Linked DNA regions of Mus musculus: all the other regions are linked to region 3. The links are chromatin contacts, called in public HiChIP or PLAC-seq maps. All regions are on one chromosome and are shown on one strand. The core of a region is the stretch at or near the end of the contact, and the rest is flanking DNA. Distances in the headings are between cores, read along the strand shown.

Evidence for each region. HiChIP or PLAC-seq counts read pairs in DNA pulled down with a chosen protein or histone mark.
Region 1: an HNF4G HiChIP or PLAC-seq map of pancreatic cancer cells shows a contact between it and region 3. The contact joins two enhancer-like sites. A contact is called at or near these places in 3 of 484 Hi-C or Micro-C datasets (CD8 T cells and cerebral cortex) and 4 of 115 datasets of contacts at active chromatin or transcription factors (CD8 T cells, the SCID.adh cell line, bone marrow-derived macrophages and 1 more).
Region 2: an HNF4G HiChIP or PLAC-seq map of pancreatic cancer cells shows a contact between it and region 3. The contact joins two enhancer-like sites. A contact is called at or near these places in 1 of 15 datasets of contacts at CTCF or cohesin (the NIH/3T3 cell line), 1 of 484 Hi-C or Micro-C datasets (embryonic fibroblasts) and 2 of 115 datasets of contacts at active chromatin or transcription factors (the SCID.adh cell line and pancreatic cancer cells).

The regions. Positions count from the first base shown.
Region 1 is chr13:37,129,506-37,133,988 of GRCm38.p6, forward strand. No RefSeq gene overlaps it. Among named protein-coding and RNA genes, the nearest start is that of Gm30549, 61 kb to the left of the region's middle. Within about 2 kb of position 2,551, at least 17 of the 459 cell types and tissues checked have an H3K27ac peak or open chromatin away from gene starts, as enhancers often do. A contact at or near this core is called in pancreatic cancer cells, where this site is marked.
Region 2 is chr13:37,106,576-37,110,843 of GRCm38.p6, forward strand. No RefSeq gene overlaps it. Among named protein-coding and RNA genes, the nearest start is that of Gm30549, 38 kb to the left of the region's middle. Within about 2 kb of position 3,001, at least 13 of the 459 cell types and tissues checked have an H3K27ac peak or open chromatin away from gene starts, as enhancers often do. A contact at or near this core is called in pancreatic cancer cells, where this site is marked.
Region 3 is chr13:36,799,984-36,804,487 of GRCm38.p6, forward strand. No RefSeq gene overlaps it. Among named protein-coding and RNA genes, the nearest start is that of Gm30489, 22 kb to the right of the region's middle. Within about 2 kb of position 3,133, at least 3 of the 459 cell types and tissues checked have an H3K27ac peak or open chromatin away from gene starts, as enhancers often do. A contact at or near this core is called in pancreatic cancer cells, where this site is marked.

The DNA.
Region 1 (4,483 bases), core at 1,301-3,800, 330 kb after region 3:
TGCAAATCCTAATATATGTGTGTATTTCTTTGGAGTTTACAAGGTACACTTTTTAATTTATTTTTATTGGTTATTTTATTTGTTTACATTTCAAATGTTGTCTCCTTTCCTAGTTTCCCCGACAAAAACTCCCTATCCCATCCCTTCTTCCCCCTACTTCTATGAGGGTGCTCCCCCACCTAACAACCCACACACTTCTGCCTCACTGCTCTAGCATCCCCCTGTACTGGGGCATCGAGCCTCTCCTGGGCCAAGGACCTCCCCTCCCATTGAGGCCAGATATGGCAATCCTCTGCAACAAGTACATTTTATTTAACAACTACATAGCATTTTCAAAGATGACATGGAAGTTAAACAAGATTCAGCTTTCTGTTAACTTCACAATAGTCCTGAGACAGATAGAGAACAGGTGTTTTAACTACGCCATATTTGAGCTTGAGCATGCCCAAACTTGTTCAAAATGCCTAAATATTGCTTGTCTAATAGCACACAAATGATCAGTAGTGGTACAGGGACCTCAATCCAAAGAGGGGTTCTTTATATCAAGCTGCTCCCTTTATGTTTTATTTTGATCAGATAATATTCCAGTAGTGAACCAAAATAAAATTCTAAAATGTGCATATTGAACAAGGAGATTTGTGCATATCAAATAGCTCATTTACTATGAAATTTGCTTTTCTGGTGTAATTTACTGCCCAGAATCTGAAAAGAGAGAGTTTGATAATATTTATAAACCACATCCAGACAATCAAGAATTAACTACATTAATCTCCAGAATCTAATAAATATTACATTAAGCTTTCCAAATGGGATTGCTAGCCTTTGGGCTATTGCATTAGCTGGACAAACCAATTCCCATACTGCTGTTTAGATGAAAGTAATAAGCCCTATTCAAACTAAAACACTACATGGTGCTGAGATATGCTATCAAGCTATCAGTAGAGCAAATACTGACCCCATCCCAGAGTAAGAAACTAAATTCCTAAGCCACCAGTAAATCTATGCAAAACTGCATTAAGTTGGAAAATATTGGACTTGAAAATCAAAATATCCATAGCTAAATGCCAAATCATTCCAAAATCCTATTCAGTTTAGCTCCTGGACCTGACCAGGGTCTCAACAGGGAAATAGGCACCTGCTTGAAGGCCAGTAAATATTGGTCCCTGATGCAGCTCAGTTCACTGAAGCCAACTGACTTGGCCTTGTCATTAGGAATCTTAAATGGAAAAAAATAAGACCGTATTGAATGGGTCCGTTTTGCAAAGAACAGCTGCAAAGCAATTTCACGTTTCGCTGTGTTGCAATCCTAAGTAACCGCCAGAGCCGTTCTATTTCTGTAAAGTCACACACCCACAGAGAGTTCACAGGCAAGCTAGCTGGAGGAAAGGCTGCTTCTCCCTCTTGTACCGGAACCCTTGAGTGGCAGGTGTTTGAACGGCTACCAACGAAAGCTAACAAACCTGTCCACCAGGAAATCTAAGGGAAGCTAATCAATCTATCGGTACAACTATTGTAGTTTCTTTCACTTCTGCCAGAATTTCAAATGTTTGCTGATGATGTTGGGGAAATTAGGAGCGGGGCAGGGGGCAGAGGGGGAGAATCATGTAGAATTAGATCTAAAGAGGAGGTTAGTGGGGAACTAATGGATGGGCCTGCAAAGTCCTTCTGATCATGCCCCCTTTTCCACTTCAAAGAGACTTTTTGTTGCCACCACACCAGTGAAACTGTCTTTGGCCAAGATAATGCACTTGAAAAGTTAAGTTTCTCTATTAGGGGTGGCTGGTATGGCTGGGAAGACAGGTCAGTCACTCGAGTGTTGGGTACATAAACTTACATTCCTGAGTTTGATTCCCAGGACCCATGTTAAAAGCTAAGCATGCAGTACACACTTAAAATCCCAGAGCTGGTGCCTGGCAACCCCTATCCCAGTGATTCTTAACCTGTGGGTTGTGACCCATTCACAGGGGGTTGCCTATGATCATCTTCATAACAGATATTTACATTATGATTCATAACAGTAGCAGAACTACAGTTGTGAAGTAGCAGCAAGAATAATTTAATGGTTGGGAGTCACCACCACTTGAGGAACTGTATTAAGGGTTCCAGCATTAGGAAAGCTGAAAACCACTGCTCTATAATGATGTATGTGATGGCTATGGCCCATAGGATTGAACCTGTCAGAGTGGAACTTCCCTATCACATGAAGCAATGACTAGCAAGCTCTTTTATTCTGTCAATCAATAGACTCGTTCACTCAATAAATATTTGTTTAGTTATCTGCAGTGAGATGGTGACTAGGCATTGATTAAGGCAGACATGATCCCTGCTTGAGTTGGGTGTGTCTTACAGTAAGGCAAGGTTTAAAAATGAAAAGGAAGCACAAACAGGGCTTAGTGCTAACAACAACAGTGGCCAGTGCTTCCCAGAGGCTCTCCATCTTGCACTGCATACATATCAGGGAATGCCTCCTGAAGGAGAGGATATTGAATACCATGAAGGACTTGCTACCTCTGTCCATCTCCACAGTGACAACAGTCTCAAAGGTCTCCCATTCTGATTCATATGTTGGTCACATTTTCCAACTCTCTTGAGCAATCCTCATTTGTATACACTGGCATACAATCTCAATATGATAAGCCCTCACTTGTTCTTCACCTCACTTCTAGATTCTAGTCCACTCTTATTGCATCCTCCATATGAATATTTTTATGCTTTTTACTCCATCTCTTCTCCTGTTATTTCTTCCCCCTATTTCAAATAAACTTTGGTTCTCACTACTAAAAATAAAACAACCCTTGCCAAGATGCCCACTGATTATCTCCTGGTCAAATCCTGTGGCAATTTCATTTACAAGGCAATGTCATTGCTGTTTGAAATTGTTCACTCTATTTGCTTATACCAAGGGGTTTCTTCTAGAACTCACAGAAATGAACCTGTCCATCTAAGGGTCAGAGGGAAATTCTGTTTCATAGGTTGGTCACATTTTCCATCTCTACTGAGAACCCCCCCCCTTTATATACATGTGTATACAATCTTTCTCCATATGTTAAACCCTCCCTTCTTCTTCACCACCTGAGATCAGTCCTCAAGCAAGGAGAGACAGGAGACAGTGCCTCACAGACTTGGTTTTTCCTTCCCTTCTGCTGAGGCAACTCTGAAGGTTCTTCAGAGACTCCAAGATGTCCCATGCAATCCCCTTGGAAACCATTCCATGAACACACCCTTGATGCATGTTCCATCTCTTTCTCTCTCACACTTCTTTGGCAATTTGCTCAACCCCTTAGAACCATCTTTCAAATAAGTTCTTGCAATCAGTGCCTTGTCTGGATATGTTGGCAGGTAGTAGAGGACAACACGTTAGTTGGTGGCAAAAATGGATGCAATTATCCTCTTACTTCATTGCCTTTGCCAACTTGACTTTGTAACTTCTCAGGTCAAAAAGGGAGACTATTTCTCCAACTCACTGATTTTAGTATGACCTTGTGAGTTGCTTTACTTTTGGAAATGCAATTTAAAAAGGTATTACAAGTTCTGAGCCAAGACCTAAATGATAACTCCATACTTCTGCCCACTCTCATGGGTCTTAGCCTCTGCTATGAGGGCTATGCTGTAAGCAAAATAATGAACAAACATGTGGGCTGGAGTAAGTCATTTCAGTCTATTGAGGTGGAAAGCTTAGCTGAGATCAGCAGAACTAACATCCAAATGACTGATTGCTGAACAAGTCCTAGCCAACATGGGTAGTGAGAAGGAACACCCAAGTAAAGTTCAGTACAGGTTGATGTTAAAATCCAGTAAGTTCTGATATGGTTGGTAACACAGCAAAAGCTAATTGTTATAGTTATCTAAAAATCAGGTGATAGCATAGACCAAAGAAAAAGATCTTTAGGATGAAATTCTAGAACTGACTAATCAGACCCCAGCAAGATACCATTTCTATATCTACATGAATACATTTCTAACTAGAATGCTGACCTCAGGTGAGCTGTGGGAGAGGTCTAGGTAAAAAGGGCTACATTCACTTCTAACATAGCTCCAGCACAAGGAACTTTCAGGCAATGATTATGGATGGTAGTAGTGGTAGAATCACGTGGCTATTATTAATGATCAGAGAAGCATTGAAAAATAAAATGTTAGCTATCAAACCTGAGATCTGCTGTGAAGCCTACAAAGTGTATTGAATAATGGGACATAATATTTTATTCCCCATGATAGATTTACAAGGTACCTACAATAAATTTGGGGCCATGGAATAGAAGAGGTAAGTCCTAATATGGGAATATTGGGCAGATATACTTCGAGACTCTTTCCTCCCAACTTTCCTTGAATATGCACAAGTGACTGCTTTCCTCTTGCTGGGGTGAGCAGCCTCTGATGATAAAGGGGCCATACAAATGGTCCATCTGAGGTCTACGCCTTTGGAGATAGTATCAAGATCTGCTCCTGCCTCTTCTCATTGTCTGCAGACCAATAGCTAAGATTA
Region 2 (4,268 bases), core at 1,751-4,250, 310 kb after region 3:
AGTCTAGGAAATCAGATTAGGCTCGTTGTACCCACGAGAGAGAACTTTCAGCAACTGAGGGTTTCAAGGAAAAACTTATTCTACTTATTGATCTGGTGATATTACATTTTAAATGTTTGTGTCACGGTCGAGTGACTGTAGGTAAGCTTCTTATTCTTTTCACATCAGGTGGGATAGGGAACAAGAGGAGTTATTGAGCATCTACTGTGTATATTCCCGTCTTTTATGTTACCCATCGTTTAATAGTCACAATGCCCTACAACTCAGGTATAATTATGTGTGCTTTGCAGAAGAAGAAGTGGGTACATGCAGAGCATGGATGTGGCGTGACTGATGGATGCTGAGCCCAGTGTTGGTGTGTTCAATTTTCTTTCTATATTACATCTTGTTCCTATGGGGGTTAATGATATATGTTTTAACAGTTATGTTTCATTTTTCTGCTTTTCCCAAACTGTCTTCATTAATGATGTAAGACTTCTTTCTGGTCTTCAAAAATGTCCACGCTCCAAAACTTTTTAAGAAAAGTGTAAGGTTGTAACCTTCTGGATATTTCCATGTTTAATAAAAGTTATTTATACCTCTTTATTAATTCTACATTTAAGCAAATGTTTTTCCTCTTGTTGATAATGATATTAAGGTGCCCTTATTAATTTTTCATAAATTGTCCAGAGCATAAAGTAAGGATGACATTATTAGAAATGTTTCATCATAATCAATATTTGACTGTAAAAAATAGTTGCAATATATGTAACAAAATAGTATTTTTTCTGTAAGAAGCTCAGGTGACTTAGTGAGGAAAAAAACCTATAGAATCATAAACCAAGACCATAAATAGGTCATTCTCAAATGAAGAGATGAAAAATAGCTTGTAAATTTATGAAAATATATTCAGCCTCTTTACTAATCAAATACATGCTAGCCAAAGCAAAAACAATATGTTTTTCAAACACTAGTTGATAAATATTTAAAATTTTTGATATCCAGAGCTGACAAGAATGTGGAAACAAAGACTTTTAGTAATGCCTATTATTGTTTAAATATACATTTCCTTGAAACCTAAATTTGTCTTCCAGAAATTTATTCTATTGAAATAGTTGTTCAAGTATGCAAATATACATTTCCCTAGATGCTAACTGCATTATTGTGTGCATAAAAAAGGAGGCATATTGAAGTAAATCATTGTATATACCCCGAGTACAAGATCATTCAAGTCACTTAGAAGCATATGAAGTGAGACTACATTATGCTTTTGAATGAGAAAATCAGGTTTCTCAAGAGCTTAGCTTTTGGCACAGCGAATCAATGCGTCAAACTTTATCTACATGTTGGCACATCTGTCCTCTGAAGCTGCAAGGACATTACACAAGAAAGAGAATCGTCAGCTTGCCATACTCTGACTTCTTTGTGTGCCCCTGTATAAGTGTCTGCAAACAGACTGGGGAAAATATTTGTAAGCTGACTCAGGGTATTCTAGGCAGAAAGATTAGTAGATTAGGGTCATTGTATATTACGAGTCAGTATTTAGTTCACACTGCACAATGACCTCTGTCCAACATGTTCTAGGAAATTGAAAATGATCAAAAGCACAGCAATTACATGGGATGGTTCATCAAAAAAAATATTGTGGTAATGGGTCCAGATTCGCTTAATCTTTTCTTATCACTTTATCACCTGGTGCATTCTATAAGATAAGAAAATTTAAATGGGCATTATTGTATTTCTACACACGGTATTCTTAAATTATTAACTTCAAATAATAGCTTTCCAACTCTAAGCAATCTGAAGAGAAATTAGTCTCAAGTGTCTGCTAAGACTTCATCCCAGCTTAGTCAAGGTCCATTTCAGGAAAGACTTATCACTGCCAGGCTCAACTAACCCGGCCTTCTGGAAATGTCTTCTATATATTATGCTGATGACAGTGACGAGCTGAATGTAGTAACTGTACAGAACCTCAGAGGTAAAAGTACCACATTCTGAGGCAGTAATTGACAAAGGAAATAGCAATCTATGCTGTTGGGGGATGGGGAGAGGGAGGGGTTGGATAGAGCCATTTGGGGCTCTGATGCTCCCAGAAGAAACTGAAACTAGCAACAATGAAGGTGACCTTCCCTTTGTTTGCATGTTTGAGACCTGGATAAACCTCACCACTGTTGAACAGCTTCTGGACGACTGAGACCAATGCATCCTCTGGTTTTTGGTGGATTCTTGTAGAAGTTCAAATTCACCTCATATCTTATAGATGTTCAGCCTAACTTGGGTTATAAAATAATCATTCCAGTCACCCCTAAGAAAATAAAATGATATATATAGTTCATGAAGTGCCCATAGTTATGAAGCTGTTCAAAAGACACTGTGTCACCATGCTGGTTATTATAATTTGGAGTACCTCAGCGGACAAGCCTCCTCAAATAAAAAGCCACATTAAAAAATAGTGAGTAATCTGAGAAATAGCAATAAATTAAGTGCTCATGGGAAATGACTCAGGGAAGTACAACAGCCTCATCTGACATAAGTGCTTTCTGTAACAGCAAGTTCTGGAAATAGCGAGACTCGGCCCAGTTGTACATACAGTCTAGCCTGTGGCCTCTTCGTCATGGTATGTGGTCATTTTGGTAAACTACGCTCACAGCATTAAAGCTCTGTGGTACATGATACATTTAGGACACACTATAAACGTTGCACTCATTTTCAAATCATGGCATACTGTTAATACAATACACAAAAACACATGCCAATGTTTATTTGTCTTAAAATTCTTATTTTAGTTGTATTGTTGTTGTTAATGCTGTCGTTGTTGCTGCTGCTGCTGTTATTGTTGTGTTGTTGCTGTTAATGAGAGGTGTGTGGAAGGTAAGAGAAATAATTTCCAGGGTTACTCAGTCCTTTCATCATGGGCTCTAGAGATGGAAGTGAGTTCGTCAGCCTTGTGCATAAGTACTTTTATCCAACCAGCTATCTTTCTAGCTCAGCTCAGCACATGCCACGTTTTTAATGACAACAGCAAACCTCAAGTATCCCATCCACTTTCTTTAAACACTGAAGTGCCTTGTCCCACTGGGTTCATAGCTGACTCACTGTAACAGGAAATCTGGGAACTGAAGACAGGGCTAGATAATCAAGTTACAACTCTTGTAAAGAATTCTTTCCCCTGTCTCCATTATTATTTCTTTCTTGACTACTTATTGTCAAGTATTTTTGATGTATGGGGTAATAAATTTGGACTATAGTAATGTAGGTAATTGGTTTACATGTTTTCTTTTGATAAGCAAAGACCAAATGCTGACCTATGAAGCTTGAAAAAAATTGTTAACTCAGAAATTACCCTTGTGTGTTGTCAAAAGCTAGCTGTTGGTATATGAAGAATTGTGGACCTCTAGGGAATAAATCCCTGGATCAAAGAGCTTATGATTCATCTAAGCCAAAAGCTAGAGTTTTGAATACCTAGCCCAGCCCTCACATTTCTTCTCTGATACTGTGTTTTTGGCTGGTCCAAGTCTAGTACATACATAGGGAAAATGGAGAGTGGCATGTTCAACTGGCCATTGTCTGGGGACTCTGAAGTCACTGGGTGGCATTTCTCTCCTCGTGTCAGAGGTTATGAGCACTGGGGTACTGGGGTTGGTGGAAGCCATTGCTCCGACTCTACCCAAGCTTTGACTTGCATTCTTCAAGAATCCCCACTGGGCTCTTCTTGATCTTAGCCTTGCCAGTCTGTCCACTAGCCCAACCAGAGTGATGCTGTTGAGACCTAGGTCAGGCCAGATCACTACTCTGTTCTCTATAGGCTGCTGCACAAGGCCGACTCAGAGAAAGAGAACTTTGAGGGGAGGTTGAATGAAGAAGCCAGTTGTCTGGGAATCTGGGAGAAAGTACCTCAGGCACAGGATCCTCCAAGTACAAAGACTCCCAAGGTAGACTTTCTGATGGCTTGTACCACAAGGAAGAAAAGGTAGTCATAGCAGAGTAAATGGAGAGGAAAAAGGGTCTGGAAGTGATAAAACCAGAGCACACAGTCTTGCAGACCTTGGGAATGGCTTTGGGGAGTCTGCTGAGTTAGATAAGACTGTTGTAAGGAAATGTGCAGGAGAATAACTTCGTCTGACTCAGGCTTCGTAATCATCGACCTGGCTGGGCTAGTAAACAAACTGGAAGGACTTAGAGGGGGAGTTAGGTGACCATTTGGGAACTGGTGAAATAATAAAAGTCTATGAAGGGGAGAAGTGATCCATTGTGAAACAGCATGTTAGCTGTTCTCTTCTCTATTACTT
Region 3 (4,504 bases), core at 1,883-4,382:
ATTTTTCCTGTATTTTATTGAATTTCCATACTACTTATCCTTAATGGGGCCTTATTATAAACTTTTTGGCAATATCTATCAAAAGAGGAATTCATATGCCAGTTGAATCAGTAAATCTACTAGAAATTTTGTTGGTAGAAATGCACACACATCTAAAACCTATGCATAACTGTTTGTTCACAGTGGAAACTGGCAATGTTCTCTCAAAACTACTCCATGCACTGGGGCTGTGCTGAGTAGGTCTACATGTGCTAGCACACAATGAACCAAAAATTTATAGATAGATTGGAAAAACAAAAGAGATAACAGCTCTTGTCTCTTCAGCACACATCTTTATTTTAAATTTTTATTTTTAGTGTTTCAAACCATTCTTAGCAGAATTGGTAATAGCAGTATTATGTGTAAAAAAAAAAAAGACAATAAAAATTTGCCCTGCTGAATGCCTTTCAGTTCTAGATTTCAAAGAGCATATATTATTATAACATCGATACATTAATAGACTTGGTATTTATTATATGTATCAAAATTCATTTTTTAAATTTTAAGATAGGAATGTTAATTTTATGAAGAGCGTTGAAGTAAAAGCAATATAATCTTTTAGGGTTTTTGAGGGATAAGTTATTTTATTCTTTATAACATTTTCCCTTTTAATACTTGAGTGATGCATTTTTCAGAGAAGGCTAATTTTATGCAGTTTTAGTCTGGAGTTATTTCTGGTGATGGACATTTTAAGGTTATTAGCCTATGAAGCATCAGTGCTGTATCTGCCTACCTAGGGTGAATGACATGAGTTAGGACTGTGGGATCTGAGGAGGTGTCTGCTCTATGGGCCATTTCCAAACAGCTGAGGCAACTCATTCCATAATGTGGAAGAAGTCTTATGAAGCAACTTGATTTTAAAATGAGAAGTAATGAAAACAGCCTTCATAATCTTGATTAATCATCCCTGAATAGATTCAACTGACTATTTCCACTGGATATCTAGAACTTGAAGATAAGGGAGTAAAAAGGATGACAAGAATTCTATAAGTATTGAGAAATCCCAAAAACGTTTTTGTTATGCATATCAATCCAGAACAATTACTTTTCAATAAAGTAACCCACGATCTCCTTCAATGTGTTGTGTGACGCTGGATTAGAGTGACCTTTGAAAGGTGGAATTGGGTGGAATGCATTTGTGTGTGTGTTGTGTGTTAGTGTGTGTGTATGTTAGTGTGTGTATATGTGTACTGTGTATGTATGTGTGGTATATGTGGTAATATGCGTGATGAGTGTGTGTATGTGTAGTTGTGTGTGTGTGTGAGTATGTGGGTGTTTGTATATATGTGGTTGTTGTTGTAGTTGTTGTTGTTGGTGGTGTGTGTGGGGTGTGTGCGATGTGTACAGAGCACTAAGTGCCTCTCCACTCACTGAGCTACAAACCCATTCAAAAAACAAGTTTATATCTGAGTTATCCTCAGTCTTCAAGAGTCATGTCACAGGAAGAGTTAGAAACTCCCAATGAAACAGAAAGTAGGCTTTTGAAAACATACCAGGGGCTTTTGTGTTTTGCTGGAGTGGAACCCAAGGTGTGTCTACACTAGCAGTGCTCCCTAACTGAGCTACTTTACATACAATAATAGCAACAGCACATATATACAAGGACAATAAAGCAGTCCATGTTCAAATTTCATTCTTTTTCAACTCTTTATTTTATTTAGATACAAAGTAACTGTTTTTCTTTTTTTTTTTCTGGCATTTTCAGACTTGATTTTGGTTCTTGCCCTTCCCCCTTCCTCCTCCCTGCTCACCGTTCCTGTTGTCCTTCTTCATGTCACGTGTTCTAGTCCCGTCCCTGACAGCGTCTCAATTCTCTTGTGTAAGCCACTTGGTTTAACCGTCCTTCCCTGTTTTAGACTCTGAAACTGTTTGTTTAGCTTGAGGATTCTGTTCCTTAAAAGTCTGAGGAGTTTGCTGGAAAAACATTCGAAAGCCAGAACCTTTTGGAGTGAAACTTCTGTCTCTCATATTTTTCTACAGTTGTTATTTTATGCCATCTTAATTTTTTTCACGAGCAATTTCGGTGCTTTTATTTTTGCACAGAGTGGCCTTTTTGTTGTGAGTTTAGTTCAAAAATAGGATGCTATACATTATGCTTTATTATAATTTTTAATCTCTTCCATACTTATGCTTGGCATTTACTCATTTTTAATTTTATATGTTTGCATTTTTTTATAATAGTGTGTGTGATGCCATTTGAATTTAAATATATGTAAGATGTAAAACATAAATCTGAGAAGACAGAAACCCAAACATTAACAGCAGGGGTTCCTGGGTTGTTAAATTATGCATGGTCCCACCATTGTGAGTATTTCAGTGAATTCTGAATACATTGGTTTTTACTTGGGAAAACATAGATTTTTTTAAAAGCATAAATGACATATTACGGCCATCAAAATTTGTGTCCCAATGCTGCTTGAACTGTGTGTTGTTTTAACTCTCAGTCATAGGGTGAGATTACGGAGAAGTGATGCTATCAACCTTTGTTGTGGAAGCTGGTCTTCAGGCAAAATTTCCTTGAAAGATGATCTAGAGCTACACTTCCAAGAATGAAAGTGAAATTCATATTTTTACATTTCTTTTCTAGAAATTAGACTTCCAGGTATATTTTTCCTGATGAAGCAAAACAATGTTGTGTATAAAAGTGTTCTTGTAAAGAAGTATTTTTATGTAATATATATGTATATATTACTTTTTAATATGTAAAAATATATGTTTTACTATAAATTTTATGTACATTATATACCATATCTTATGTAGTATGTATAATGCTTAGAGATTCTATTTTAATGGCACTCATGTTAGTTTTCTCATTCCTGCAAAAATACCTGTCAAAAGCAACCTAAGGAAGAAGAAAGAGTTGTGGCTCGCAGTTTGAAAGAACAGTCAACCATGGCGGGGGAGTCATGGCAGCAGGATAGCGAGGAACTGGTCATGCGGTATCTGCTGCTATAACGGATCCCGAGATGGATGCAGAAGCTCAGCTTGCTTTCCCCCTTTTATTCAGTCCCGGACTCCAGCCTAGGGCCCAGTGCACTCCTCGTTCAGGGAAGGTCTTCCACGTTCACTCATAGCTTTGTGTAAACAGTTATAGACACACCCAGAACTAACAAGCAAGCTTAATCATCACAGCACCCGAGATTTACGTACACCAGGTCTGAGAGACCTGCAGGTCAGAGCACAAATGGCACAGAGGAAAACTATGTGCAGCCTGCATTGCTTAATGGTAGGACAGACAGTGTCCTAAGAAATAGAACACAGGGGAACTTTTTCATTGAGTGCCCATCATGGGGTGCATTTACACAAGCCTAGCGTGTCCGGGCTGATCACTTGACACAGCCTCTGACGTAGTAAAAGAACAAGATGGGGTTTAAGGAATGATTCAATGACTAAGAGCATGTTGTGCTCTTGCTGAGGGCCCCATTCAGTTTTTAGCCACACTGTGTGGCTTACAACTGCTTGTAGCACCTGATCTTGAGGGATTCTATACTTCTGACTCCAATAAGCACCCACACTCATGTGCACACACCTACAGTTCCTGAATGCTGGAATTACAGGCATGTACCACCACACCCCACTTACTTATAAAATCTTTATGCAATCTATTTTGATTGCATTTTTCCATCCCCCAAACCCTCCCAGACCCTCATACCTCCCTATTCACCCAACTTTCTCTTTCTTTTTTCTTCCTTCACTCTCTCAGTCTGTAGCTCTGTCTAAAGAAAAAGCAACCAAAATGACGAAATGAAAATATGAAAATCAAAACAAACAACCCTCTCCCAATAAGACAAAATATATTACCAAAACAAAGCAAAAGAAAGAACACACAAAACGATGGAATTATTTTGTGTTTTGGCCAACTGCTCCTGGGCATGTTGTCTACCCTGGAGTGTGGTCAGCATGCTCAATGACCTTCTATTGGAGAGCACTGAATTCCACTCTTTTAGCAGGTATCAATTGGAAATAACTTTTTGGTTAGGGGAGGGGTTTGTGTTCACTTCTCCTTTTCACAAAAAGAGAGATGATAAAGAGAGTGTCTTAGCTAGGGTTTTACTGCTGTGGATTGACACCATGACCAAGGCAACTCTTAAAATGACATTAATTGGGGCTGGCTTACAGGTCCAGAGATTCAGTCTATTATCATCAAGGCTGGAGCATGATAGCATCCAGGCAGGTATGGTACAGAAGGAGCTGAGATTTCCACATCTTCATCTGAAGACTGCTTCTAGAACACTGGCTTCCAGGCAGCAAGGATGAGAGTCTTAAAGCCCACACCCACAGTGACACATCCACTCCAATAAGGCCACACCTACTCAAACAGGGCCATGCCTTCTAATAGTGCCACTCCCTGGGCAGAGCATATGCAAACTATCACAGAGGGCATCTAAGTACTGCTACCCACATGATACAATATATAGTTTTATAGTATTATCTTCTGTAAAATGGCATCCATGACATCACTAAG